Linked DNA regions of Pan troglodytes: region 2 is linked to region 1. A link is a contact called in public Hi-C data. All regions are on one chromosome and are shown on one strand. The core of a region is the stretch at or near the end of the contact, and the rest is flanking DNA. Distances in the headings are between cores, read along the strand shown. Region 1 has its middle 24 kb from the start of LRRC75A. Region 2 holds the start of UBB (ubiquitin B).

Evidence for each region. A called contact is a pair of places that touch in the nucleus more often than the background predicts.
Region 2: a Hi-C map of stem cell-derived neural progenitor cells shows a contact between it and region 1, with 3 times the contacts expected there. The contact joins the promoter of UBB here to the enhancer-like site in region 1. A contact is called at or near these places in 1 of 7 Hi-C or Micro-C datasets (stem cell-derived neural progenitor cells) and 1 of 1 datasets of contacts at active chromatin or transcription factors (stem cell-derived excitatory neurons).

The regions. Positions count from the first base shown.
Region 1 is chr19:53,474,623-53,481,119 of NHGRI_mPanTro3-v2.0_pri, reverse strand. No RefSeq gene overlaps it. Among named protein-coding and RNA genes, the nearest start is that of LRRC75A, 24 kb to the left of the region's middle. Within about 2 kb of position 3,964, at least 7 of the 24 cell types and tissues checked have an H3K27ac peak or open chromatin away from gene starts, as enhancers often do. A contact at or near this core is called in stem cell-derived neural progenitor cells, where this site is marked.
Region 2 is chr19:53,617,132-53,623,628 of NHGRI_mPanTro3-v2.0_pri, reverse strand. It overlaps UBB (ubiquitin B), which reads left to right and starts at 2,466. Exons shown (of 2, transcript NM_001009117.2): 1 at 2,466-2,610; 2 at 3,325-4,020. The coding sequence starts at 3,331. The coding sequence ends at 4,020.

The sequences.
Region 1 (6,497 bases), core at 2,715-5,214:
TTTTTTGAGATGGAGTCTTGCTGTGTCACCCAGGCTGGAGTGCAGTGGCGCAATCTCAGCTCACTGCAACTCCTGCCTCATGGATTCAAGGGGTCCTTCTCCCTCAGCCTCCCAAGTAGCTGGGATTACAGAAGCGTGCCACCATGTCCAGCTAATTTTTGTATATTCTTAGTAGAGACGGGATTTCACCATGTTGGCCAGGCTGGTCTTGAACTACTGACCTCAGGTGATCCACCCGCCTCAGCCTCCCAAAGTGTAGGGATTACAGGCGTGAGCCACCGTGCCTGGCCCATCCTAGTTTCTTTCTTTTTTTTTTTTTTTTTTTTGAGATGGAGTTTCGCTCTTGTTGCCCAGGCTGGAGTGCAATGGCATGATCTTGGCTCATAGCAACCTCCGCCTCCCGGGTTCAAGCCATTCTCCTGCCTCAGCCTCCGGAGTAGCTGGGATTACAGGCATGCGCCACCACGCCTGGCTAATTTTGTATTTTTAGTAGAGAAGGGGTTTCTCCATGTTGGTCAGGCTGGTCTCAAACTCCGGACCTCAGGTGATCCGCCCACCTCGGCCTCCCAAAGTGCTGGGATTACAGGCGTGAGCCACTGCGCCCGGCCATTTATTTCATTCATCATACTTATCATACTCTGTGATTCCTTGCTTGATTTGTTTACTTGTTTACTGTCCACCTTTCCTACCAGAATTAAGCTCCCTGAGGGCCAGGTTCCATCTGTCTTGGTTCTTGCAGTGTCTCCATACCTGTCACAGTGGTTGGCATGCCCCTGCTTGTGATGTGTGTAACAGAATATGCCTTTTGCCAATGCTCGGGGTGTTGCTGGGGTTTTGCTGAGGTTTTCCACTTTTCTCTGCACATGGTGACTTAAAGGTCTGCAGGCACTTCTTTGAATCTACTCTTATTTCCGCCATGCCTCGCAGAAGTTCCTTGAGGTCTCTGAGGCCTGAGCGGCCGTTTTCTTCTATGTCTAGTGTAATCACCCTCTACTTTCATACTCTTTTAGTCATTTCAGTGACAACTTGGAAGATGGGGATTCCCGGTACGAGATTGGAAAGGCATAAAATGATACGGCAGTGATCGCTCTTTGGAGATGGTGCTCATAGTCTCACCTTCCAGGGGTTTTTCCTTCATTCTACAAATATTTATTTATTGGCAGGGGCTCGGTTCACTCTCTTGAGCCACTCTCTTGGGCAAGTTCCAAGTCCTCATGTTGACCTGTCTGCTGCATTTGCCATTGCGACTGCTCTTTCCTGTCTGGGGCTTTCTCCACCCTCTTGTTTCTCAGTGCAGTAGGGGTCAAGACCCTGTTCCTTCCTAGTTTGCCTTCTTCCTCTTTGACATCACCTCTCCATCTTCCTCAGAGAATCCCCCCCTTCCTTCAGTATACCACATGGCACATTGGTCCACTGATTTGCCCTTGTCCAGCTTCTCGTCCCAGGCAGTCTCCTCCGAGGCCTTTGGTTCAGTTCCCTTCTGCAGGAGCTGGTTCTCAATTGCGCGTGTGGAGTCAGAGCACAATCACATCTCAAACTCAACACGTGCAGAGTGGAGGTCGCTTCCTCCCCACACCCTTGCTCCTCTCGCTTCTCTTTCCCTCAGCATTTCCCTGCTCCTCATCCAACTTGCAGCCAACTCTTGTGGATTCTACATTCCCAGCATCTCTCTGGGACCCTACCTCTCCATCCTGGCTACCCTTGCCTTAGTCCCAGCCAGAATCATGTTTTTGTTTTGTTTTGTTTTGTTTTCCCAAGACAAAGTCTTTTTCTGTCACCCAGGCTGGAGTGCAGTGGCTCGATCTTGGCTCACTGCAACTTCCGCCTCTTGGGTTCAAGTGGTTCTCCTGCCCCAGCCTCCCGAGTAGCTGGGATTACAGGCGTGTGCCACCACGCCTGGCTAATTTTTGTATTTTTAGTAGAGACAGGGTTTCACCATGTTGGCCAGGCTGGTCTCGAACTCCTGACCTCGTGATCCACCCACCTCAGCCTCCCAAAGTGTTGGGATTACAGGCGTGAGCCACGGTGTCTGACCCATGTTTTATGTCTGTTAGTGTGACCCCTATCTTCTTGCCTCCAGTTCTTCTCTCCTTTTAGCTCCTCCATGCCTCCTTTAAATGATCTTCCTATAATACAGTATTGTACTATATCTGCAATACAGCATTGTATCCAACTTCCTCCTTTCATTTATTTATTTATTTTTTTTTTGAGATGGAGTCCTGCTTTTGTTGCCCAGGCTGGAGTGCAATGGCACAATCTTGGCTGACTGCAACCTCTGCCTCCCGGGTTCAAGTGATTCTCCTCCCTCAGCCTCCCGAATGGCTGGGATTACAGGTGCCTGCCACCACGCCGGGCTAATTTTTGTATTTTTAGTAGAGACAGGGTTTCGCCATGTTGACCAGGCTGGTCTTGAACTCCTGACCTCGTGATCTGCCTGCCTTGGCCTCCCAAAGTGCTGGGATTACAGGCGCAAGCCACCGCGCCCAGCCTGACTTCATCCTCAATACTTCAATACCTTGAACGCTGAATTAAGTCCCAAATCCTTGTCACCAGAGGCCCTTCATGGCCGGGCCCCTGCCCATCTCTCCAGCCTCCCCTCCATCCCTTGCACCCTACACTCCAAGTCTGCAGAACTGTTTGGAGGTGCCCAGAGTGTACTACCCTACCCTACCACACTGTGCTGCTTCCTTTTCACAAACACCTCTGTATTCGTTTGCTAGAGCTGTCATAACAAAATACCACAGCCCGGGTGGTTTAAACAACAGAAAGTTGTTTCTTCCCAATTCCAGAGGCTAGAAGTTCAAGATCAAGGTGTTGGCAGGGTTGGTTCCTTCAGAGGCCTCTCTCCTTGCTTGTGGATGGCATCTTCTCCCTGCCTCTTCGTGTGGTCATCCCTTTGTGGGTGTCTCTGTGGGTGTCTGTGTCCTAATCGCCTCATAAGGACACCAATCCTACTGGACTGGGGTCCACCTTAATGACCTCATTTTGACTTAATTACTTCTTTAGAGACCTATCTCCAAATAAGGTCCTATTCTGAGGTTGTGGGTATTAGACTTCATGAATAATTTTGGGGGGACCATAATTCAGCCCATAACGCTTCTCCCTCTGGCTAAAAATGAATGTCATTCTCACATGCAAAATACATTCACCCCATCCCAACAGTTTCCAAATCTTAACTCTTTGCAGCACCAACTTTTAAGTTCAAAATCTCATCTAAATCTCATCTAAACCCAGTATGGGTGAGGCTCCCAGTATACTTCTTCCTGAGGCAAAGTTTCTCTCCAGCTGTGAAACTGAAACCGGACAACAAGCTATGTACCTCCAAGACCTAGGGGTGGGGCCAGCATAGAAAGAAATTGGAAAGGAGAAAGGGGTCACGTGTTAGGGTACTTCCATGTATGCATTTCTGAGGTTAACTCAATGGAGAGTAGCCTCCTTTGAGTGAACCTGGAAGATGCCACTCGCCATTTAACGTCCACTTATCAGGGTGCCCATTTGGAAGCCTCTTCCTCCTGTGCTTCTCCGTACGCCACCCAATATATCTCTCCATCTCAGCGCCATAACACTCACCACATCCATTTGATGGCTGACTCTCTTCCCTGCCAGACTACACACCTCACGACTTCCAGTACATGCTCTATGAGAGACTATTACGCACATAAACCCCATGAGAGGGGCTTTGTTGTTTTGTACATGCTGTGTCCTCAGAGTCTAAAACAAGTCTGGTAGATGGCAGGTAATCAACAAATATTTGTTGAATCCGTGAGTGAATACAAATAAACACACACACCAAACGTGTATCATGTGCACATTCTGGATTCTGATTTTCCAGGAGTCTGTGAATCTATGCAGTTTCTTCAAGGAGAGTCCAAGGGGACATCAACACACTCCTCCTTCTCCTCAGTGGCCGGATACCAGCTGAGCAACCGTCAGATGTCTCCGGGTCTCCCGATGACTCACTGAATGCTTTCTTTGGGAGGAGTGGGAGGAGAGGATGGCTGACAAAAATAACTGCGGGCACTTGAAGCGGCATCAAGCCTCTGTCGGCGGGGGAACAACGGGGGCGCATCTGAAGGTTTCTCCCAGGCGGGGCGGGCAGCTCTCTATTCTTCAGCACCGGAGGTTCTCCTATGTGTTTAGAGAATTAGATAAACGTAGAGTGAATGGAATAAAACCGGCATTGCTCCCAAGCAGTCAGCTGCTCTTGCCATATGTGAAATTCTGTATCAGCTGTGAAGGAAACACACAGGAAGGGAGCTTAGTGAACACCGTTAAGGTGATCATTCTGTGTGTCTGTCTTTTTTGTTCTTTAAAAAGGGCTTTATGCTTTGTATTTTATCTCATCTGATGATCACATCAATCAGGTCAGAAGGGCACTTTCACAGAAGAAAAAGGCTCAGAGAGAATCACTGACTTGCTGGAGAGGATCATTAGAGCATGGTTCTCAACATGTGGTCCAAGGACCAGCAGTGTCACCACCACCTGTGAACCTGGTAGACACGCAAACTCTGGGCCCTTTCCAGATCAGAAACTCTGGGGTGGGGCCCGGGAGCCCATTGTACAAGACCTCCAGGTGATTCAAATGCATAGCTGAGTTTGAGAACCCTTGGCTTAGAGTCACACAGGTAACAAGTTACAGATCCTGGGTGTGAACCCAAGGACGTCCTTGGATACTATACTTCAGTGAGTGACTTGCATGTTAGTAGCTGACAATATCTCTCAGGACAATCCCTTGCAATATTAATTTACATTTTGCTTTTGCTTCTACTTCAGTTTATGAAGCCCGGCACAGTCCAGTTCTGGCTACAGCTCCAGCTTCCCTCCCACTCACTGTGCTGGGGCCACACTGGCCTTCTCTCTGTTCTTTAGACACAGCATGCCCTTTTCTGCTCCAGGACCTTTGCACATACTGTTTCCTCTGCCCAGAATGCCATCCCTGCTAGCTTGATTCTTCTCACTTTAAGTCTCGAGGCAGTCATCCTCTTTTCAGAGAGAACTTTAGGACATGCCCATGATGCTCACAGATCGTTCTGTTTAGTCGCATCATAGCACTTGACACCTCCCGAAGTTAACTTGTTTGTTTATTTTATTTTATTTTTGGAGACAGAGTTTCACTCTGTTGCCCAGGCTGGAGTGCAGTGGCACGATCTCGGCTCACTGCAACCTCTGCCCAAGTAGCTGAGACTACAGGCACACGCCACTACACCTGGCTAATTTTATTTTATTTTATTTTTGTATTTTAGTAGAGACGGAGTTTCACCGTGTTGCCCAGGCTGGTCTCAAACTCCTGAGCTCAGGCAATCCACTCGCCTCCCAAAGTGCTAGGATTACAGGCATGAGCCACTGCGCCCGGCCACCTTGTTTGTTTATTAGAAAGTAAATTCCCTGAGAGCAGGGTCCTTCTGGTCCTATCCAATATTGTGTTTCCAAAGTTCACCACAGTGCTTGGCATATAGTAGACACTCAACAAACACTTACTGAAAAAATAAACCATGAACTAGAGGCAACTTGAAAGAGGGAAAAAGCACTTTCCTCCATTCTTGAATCCTGTAAGAATGGCCAGTCTAGGCTGGCTCTCCTTTGGGGAAGGGGGCAGGAAGAAAAATTAACAGTTTCTTGGTTATCAGGGATGCCTAATGGAAGCTGCAGTTGCCACAGATGGCAGGGGAGGGAAGTTAGGCTTAGATGGGAAGAGTGTGGCTGCCTTAAGACTTGCAAGGGGACAGCTCTCTCTCGGTTTTGTTTTTTTTGGAGACGGAGTCTTGCTCTGTCACCCAGGCTGGAGTACAATGGCGCAATCTCGGCTCACCACAACCTCCGCCTCCCGGGTTCAAGCGATTCTCCTGCCTCAGCCTCCTGAGTAGCTGGTATTACAGGCATGCACTACCACACCCGGCTAATGTTGTATTTTTAGTAGAGACGGGGTTTCTCCATGTTGGTCAGGCTGGTCTCGACCTCCTGACCTCAGATGATCGGCCCGCCTCGGCCTCCCAAAGTGCTAGGATTACAGGCATGAGCCACCGCACCTGGCCTCGGTCTTTTTTTTATTGTGGTGAAAAACATGTAAGATGAAATCTACCCTCTTAACAAATTTGTAAGTGTAGAGTACAGGCTTGTTAACTTTAGAACTTTCTCATCTTGTGTGACCGAAACTCCACATGCATTGAGCATCAGCTCCCCATCTCTCCTCCCCAAGCCCTGGTAACAAGCTTTCAGCTTTCAGCTTCTATGAGGTTTTTTTTTTTGTTTTTTTTTTTTTTTTGCTTTAGATTCCATATAAATGGAATCATGCAGTATTTGTCCTTGTGTGACTGGCTTATTTGACAACAAATGTCTTCAAGGTCCATTCATGCTATAGTATGTGTCAGAATTTTTTTCCTTTTTAAGGCTGAATGATATTCCTTTGTATGCATGAACCACACTTTCTTTGCCCATTCATCTATTAATGCACTCTTGGGTTGCTTCTGCCTTTTGTCTACTGTGAATGATCCTATTAT
Region 2 (6,497 bases), core at 1,217-3,716, 140 kb before region 1:
TCTTAACGTTATGCTCAGGTATGTTGAAATTTAGTAATTAGCGACCTTTCTAAGAGATGTTTACTTAATTGTATTAATACACACATTTCTAGACTACTTCTTACATTATGAAGGTTGGTATCACGTGAAAAACAGCCAATTTCATGTTTACTTCCACCCCACCCCCGTGACTGTGCCAGGCACCAGGATCCAAACACATCTGCCTTACTCACCTTCCTTGGGTTATCTCCTTGCAGGACGAGTGGCCACACCCAGGGTGTAGGGAAACCCGTTGCTTGGTCCTAGCTGGTTAACCTCACCCTTGCACAACAAGCACGTCAATGGGAGCAGTATCAGCTACTTTCTTGTAGGTGAATTCCCGTTTTTGAAGTGGGGTTTCGGCTCCCTAATCTGCATTTTTTTTTTTCCTACCAGTTCGGAGAAACAGCTGGGAAGAACTGGATTTGCAGGTATTGCTGGAGCCAGAGCGAAGCCCGGCCACTGTCACCATGGGCTCCAGCCTCACCTCTCTGGGCCTGGTGGTGAGCGGCTTCAGCAACAGGTTTCCGGTCCCCGCAGAGGGTCCCACTCTGAACTCCCGATTTACAGACTGTTCTCGGGCCGTGATGAGGATTAAGACAATGCAACTAAGAGCACTCTGACTACAGAAGCATGATTTAAAGCTCCACAACCCTGCAATAACCACGAAGAAAAATAAAAAGCGGCTAGTCCGCCAGGCACAGTGGTTCATGCCTGTAATCCTAGCACTTTGGGAGCCCGAGGCAGGCGGATCTCTTGAGCCCAAGAGTTCAGTAACAGCCCGGGTAACATAGCAAGACTCTGATCTAACAAAAAAAAAAAAAAAAAAAAATTAGACCAGGAACAGTGGCTCACATCTGTAATCCCAGCACTTTGGGAGGCCGAGGCAGGCAGATCACCTGAGGTCAGGAGTTCGAGACCAGCCTGACCAACATGGTGAAACCCCATCTGTACTAAAAAATACAAAAATTAGCCAGGCATGGTGACACGCACCTGTAATCCCAGCTACTCAGGAAGCTGAGGCAGGAGAATCGCTTGAACCAGGGAGGTGGAGGTTGCAGTGAGCCACATCACGCCACTGGCCTTCAGCCTGGGTGACAGAGCGAGACTCCGTCTCAAAAAATAAATACAAAATTAAAAAGCCAGGCGTGGTCCACGGTCCCAGCCACTTGGGAGGCTGAGGTGACAGGATAACTTGAGCCCTGGAGGTCGAGGCTGCAGTGAACGGTGATCACACCACTGCACACCAGCCTGGGGACACAGCCAGACGTTGTCGCAAAAAAGCAAAAACAACTGGCCAGTGTATGAGGGGCTCGTGTGTTTTGTTTGTCTGTTTGTTGAGACAGAGTCTCACTCTGTCGCCAGACTGGAATGCAGTGGCACATTCTCGGCCCACTGCAATCTCTGCCTCCTGGGTTCAAGCAATTATCTGCCTCAGCCTCCCAAGTAGCTGGGATTACAGGCGCCCGCCACCACGCCCGGCTAATTTTTTTGTATTTTTAGTAGAGACGGGGTTTCACCACCTTGGCCAGGCTGGTCTTGAACCCCTGACCTCATGATCCACCCGCCTCGGCCTCCCAAAGTGCTGGGATTACAGGCGTGAGCCTCTGCGCCCGGCCAGGGGCGCGCGTTTTTAAAACATGGGAGAGGGAATTGTGCTTCACAATCACCACCAGGTGTCTCGATATCTGGTGCCACGCCGTCCCGCTTCTGAGGCGCGGCGGCCCACTTTGGCAGGCCGAGGCGGGTGGATTACCTGAGGTCAGGAGTTCGAGACCAGCCTGACCAACATGGTGAAACCCCCGTCTCTACTAAAAATACAAAAAATTAGCCGGACGTGGTGGCGCATGCCTGTAATCCCAGCTACTTGGGAGGCTGAGGCAGGAGAATCGCTTGAACCCGGGAGGCAGAGGTTGCGATGAGCCGAGATCGCGCCATTGCACTCCAGCCTGGGAAACAAGAGCGAAACTCCGTCTCAAGAAAAAAAAAGGAAAAAAAAGGAAACACCTCCCTCCTTCTCCCGCCGGAAATACCCTCTTTCAGGACGGCGCGCCTGTGCAGCGCACGCGCGCTCAGTTACTTAGCAACCTCGGCGCTAAGCCACCCCAGGTGGAGCCCAGCAACAACAGAGCCACCGCGTCCCCCACCAATCAGCGCCGACCTCGCCTTCGCAGGCCTAACCAATCAGTGCCGGCGCTGCAAGGAAGTTTCCAGAGCTTTCGAGGAAGGTTTCTTTAACTCAAATTCATCCGCCTGATAATTTTCTTTTATTTTCCTAAAGAAGGAAGAGAAGCGCATAGAGGAGAAGGGAAATAATTTTTTAGGATCCTTTCTTAAGGCTATGAGGAATTTGGGGCTCAGTTGAAAAGCCTAAACTGCGTCTCGGGAGGTTGGGCGCGGCGAACTACTTTCAGCGGCGCACGGAGACGGCGTCTACGTGAGGGGTGATAAGTGACGCAACACTCGTTGCATAAATTTGCGCTCCGCCAGCCCGGAGCATTTAGGGGCGGTTGGCTTTGTTGGGTGAGCTTGTTTGTGTCCCTGTGGGTGGACGTGGTTGGTGATTCGCAGGATCCTGGTATCCGCTAACAGGTACTGGCCCGCAGCCGTAACGACCCTGGGGGGGCGTGAGAGGGGGGAATGGGTGAGGTCAAGGTGGAGGCTTCTTGGGGTTGGGTGGGCCGCTGAGGGGAGGGCGTGGGGGAGGGGAGGGCGAGGTGACGCGGCGCTGGGCCTTTCCGGGAGAGTGGGCCTTGTTGACCTGAGGGGGGCGAGGGCGGTTGGCGCGCGCGCGTTGACGGAAACTAACGGACGCCTAACCGATCGGCGATTTTGTCGAGTTTACTTCGCGGGGAAGGCGGAAAAGAGGTAGTTGGTGTGGTTTCTGGAAGCCTTTACTTTGGAATCCCAGTGTGAGAAAGGTGCCCCTTCTTGTGTTTCAATGGGATTTTTATTTCGCGAGTCTTGTGGGTTTGGTTTTGTTTTGTTTGCCTAACACCGTGCTTAGGTTTGAGGCAGATTGGAGTTCGGTCGGGGGAGTTTGAATATCCGGAACAGTTAGTGGGGAAAGCTGTGCACGCTTGGTAAGAGAGCGCTCTGGATTTTCCGCTGTTGACGTTGAAACCTTGAATGACGAGTTTCGTATTAAGTGACTTAGCCTTGTAAAATTGAGGGGAGGCTTGCGGAATATTAACGTATTTAAGGCATTTTGAAGGAATAGTTGCTAATTTTGAAGAATATTAGATGTAAAAGCAAGAAATACAATGATCCTGAGGTGACACGCTTATGTTTTTACTGTTAAACTAGGTCAAAATGCAGATCTTCGTGAAAACCCTTACCGGCAAGACCATCACCCTTGAGGTGGAGCCCAGTGACACCATCGAAAATGTGAAGGCCAAGATCCAGGATAAGGAAGGCATCCCTCCCGACCAGCAGAGGCTCATCTTTGCAGGCAAGCAGCTGGAAGATGGCCGTACTCTTTCTGACTACAACATCCAGAAGGAGTCGACCCTGCATCTGGTCCTGCGTCTGAGAGGTGGTATGCAGATCTTCGTGAAGACCCTGACTGGCAAGACCATCACCCTGGAAGTGGAGCCCAGTGACACCATCGAAAATGTGAAGGCCAAGATCCAGGATAAAGAAGGCATCCCTCCCGACCAGCAGAGGCTCATCTTTGCAGGCAAGCAGCTGGAAGATGGCCGCACTCTTTCTGACTACAACATCCAGAAGGAGTCGACCCTGCACCTGGTCCTGCGTCTGAGAGGTGGTATGCAGATCTTCGTGAAGACCCTGACCGGCAAGACCATCACTCTGGAGGTGGAGCCCAGTGACACCATCGAAAATGTGAAGGCCAAGATCCAAGATAAAGAAGGCATCCCTCCCGACCAGCAGAGGCTCATCTTTGCAGGCAAGCAGCTGGAAGATGGCCGCACTCTTTCTGACTACAACATCCAGAAAGAGTCGACCCTGCACCTGGTCCTGCGCCTGAGGGGTGGCTGTTAATTCTTCAGTCTTGGCATTCGCAGTGCCCAGTGATGGCATTACTCTGCACTACAGCCATTTGCCCCAACTTAAGTTTAGAAATTACAAGTTTCAGTAATAGCTGAACCTGTTCAAAATGTTAATAAAGGTTTCGTTGCATGGTAGCATACTTGGTGTTTTGTCATGAAATTCTCTAGTGATGTGTGGGTACGCTTAAACTGGTGAAAATGTTTAGGGATTTAATTTTGAGATTGGTAATGTGCTCAAAGTTAAGTCATTTGACTCTGGTATACACTTGGGTGGGCTGAGGGGTAAGAGCCTTCTTTGCTGTTTAAGTCATTACAAGTTAGGATCCTGGGTTAATGGCAAACTTTCTGAAGCTCGAATTTAAAGTCTGTTGGGAGGCCGAGGCAGGCGGATCACGAGGTCAAGATATGGAGACCACCCTGGCCAACATGGTGAAACCTTGTCTCTACTAAAAAAATTAGCTGGGCGTGGTGTCGCATGCTTGTAGTCCCAGCTATTAGGGAGGCTGAGGCAGGAGAATCACTTGAACCTGGGAGGCAGAGGTTGCAGTGAGCCGAGATCGTGCCACTGCACCCCAGCCTGGCGACAGAGCAAGACAACATCTCAAAAAGTTGGATATGCAGGCTTTTTAAAAGATGGTCTTGCTCTGTAGTCCAGACTGGTATACAGTGGCACGATGACAGCTCACTATCATTCCTGGGCTCAAGTGATTGCAGGCATTTTCTTTACATTGAAGGAAAGCAAATGCGCCTGTTGAGACCTAATCAAGGATTGCTGGAGAAACAAAGTTTTGATTCAGGCTGCTTGAATAGTGGTAACGTAACTGCTTTCAGTTCTGCAATTAATTGGGTGACTATGAGCTGTTTATTGCTCTGTAGTGTATTACACCAAAGTGTTTAACCTGGGTGGTAGTATGGGACCATAATCTTGTCTCTTTGCTGTATATGCTTTAACTGATGAGCCAAGCAGCAGCTAATCACTGAGTATGGAAGAGGACTGGCTGAGGAGAAAGATGGCTTGCAGGTACTTAATGTTGAAAACGGTATTCTGATCTAAGACAATCTTCCTGATCTTGATAGGTGGCAAGTTAAAGTGGTTCCTCACTTTATTTTTGGACAGTCTCTCTCTCTTGCCCCAGGCTGGAGTGCAGTGGTGCGATCTCGGCTCACTGCAACCTCCACCTCCCAGGTTCAAGCAGTTCTCCTGCCTCAGTCCCCCACATAGCTGGGACTACAGGGGCACACCAGCTAATTTTTGTATTTTCAGTAGAGATGGGGTTTTACCATGTTGACCAAGCTGGTCTCAAACTCCTGGCCTCAAGTGATCCGCCCACCTTAACCTCTCAAAGTGCTGGGATTACAGGCATGAGCCATCAAGCCCAGCCATGCTGTTGGTTCTTAATGACACAGCTTAACTTTATTGTGAAAAGATTGCAGCAACAAATGAGATTTTACCTGTATTTGTTAAAAATGCTTATCCTTGTCTAAGTCTGGCAACATAAGCAGTTCTTAGGCTTCTATGCCAATGGACACTAGGCAGTAATACATGTGCAGTGCTAATAGAAAATATTGGAGTAAGGGTGTACTAAGGAAGTTCTCAATCTTTCCCCTTCACTATCTTCTGTAATGTAACTTCAATAAATGTGATTCTCATCTTGGCACAAAATTGGGAATGGTGTGGGGAGCGCTGTTTTTCCCAGGTTTATAGTAGAGAAATAATGTTTTCTGGTACTAAAACTGGCGTGGTAAGTGCATACTTAGAGTAAGGGCTTTAAATCACGGGCCAGTTAATCTCTAGTTAGTGGTTTGGTATGCAAGAAGTATCCATGGGTGTATTACACAAATGCAGGAATACCATATCTAGAAATACACCTTTGATATTCATAGTGTACCTGAGAATGGTTTCACGCATAATTTTAGGTAAACTGCCTTAGTCACTCTGGTTTTACGGATCTTTGCCCACAGTTCCTCGTTCATAACTTCTATAGCCCTTGTTATAGTCATGTTGGGTGTGTTAGGCCACAGGAAACTCACTTCACTTCTGCCCTTTTACCTTCACTAAGACAGGACTCTTGATCTTCCCCTACCTTTCTGTGAGTCCTAAGACCCCCATTTCAGAGAGGGTTCTGTCCTATACCCTGCGGAAAGGAATGCTGTCATCTTGAAGCCTCCCTAGAAAACCAAGAGGACTGAGTTTGGATATGTGAACGCATGGAGGTTCCTGGAGGATGGCACACCCAGGCAAGGCATTAAAGCTTTGCACCCCTTCCCCCATACCTTGTCCTATGCATCTCTTCAACTGAGTCCTTTGTAATATCTTTATAATAAATCAGCAAATGTGGCCAGGCGTGGTGGCTCATGCCTATAATCCCAGCACTTTGGGAGGTGGAGGTGGGAGGATCACTTGAGGCTAGAGCTTGGGGCCAGACTGGGCAATGGGCTATTGACAAAAAAAAAAAAAAGTTTAAATGG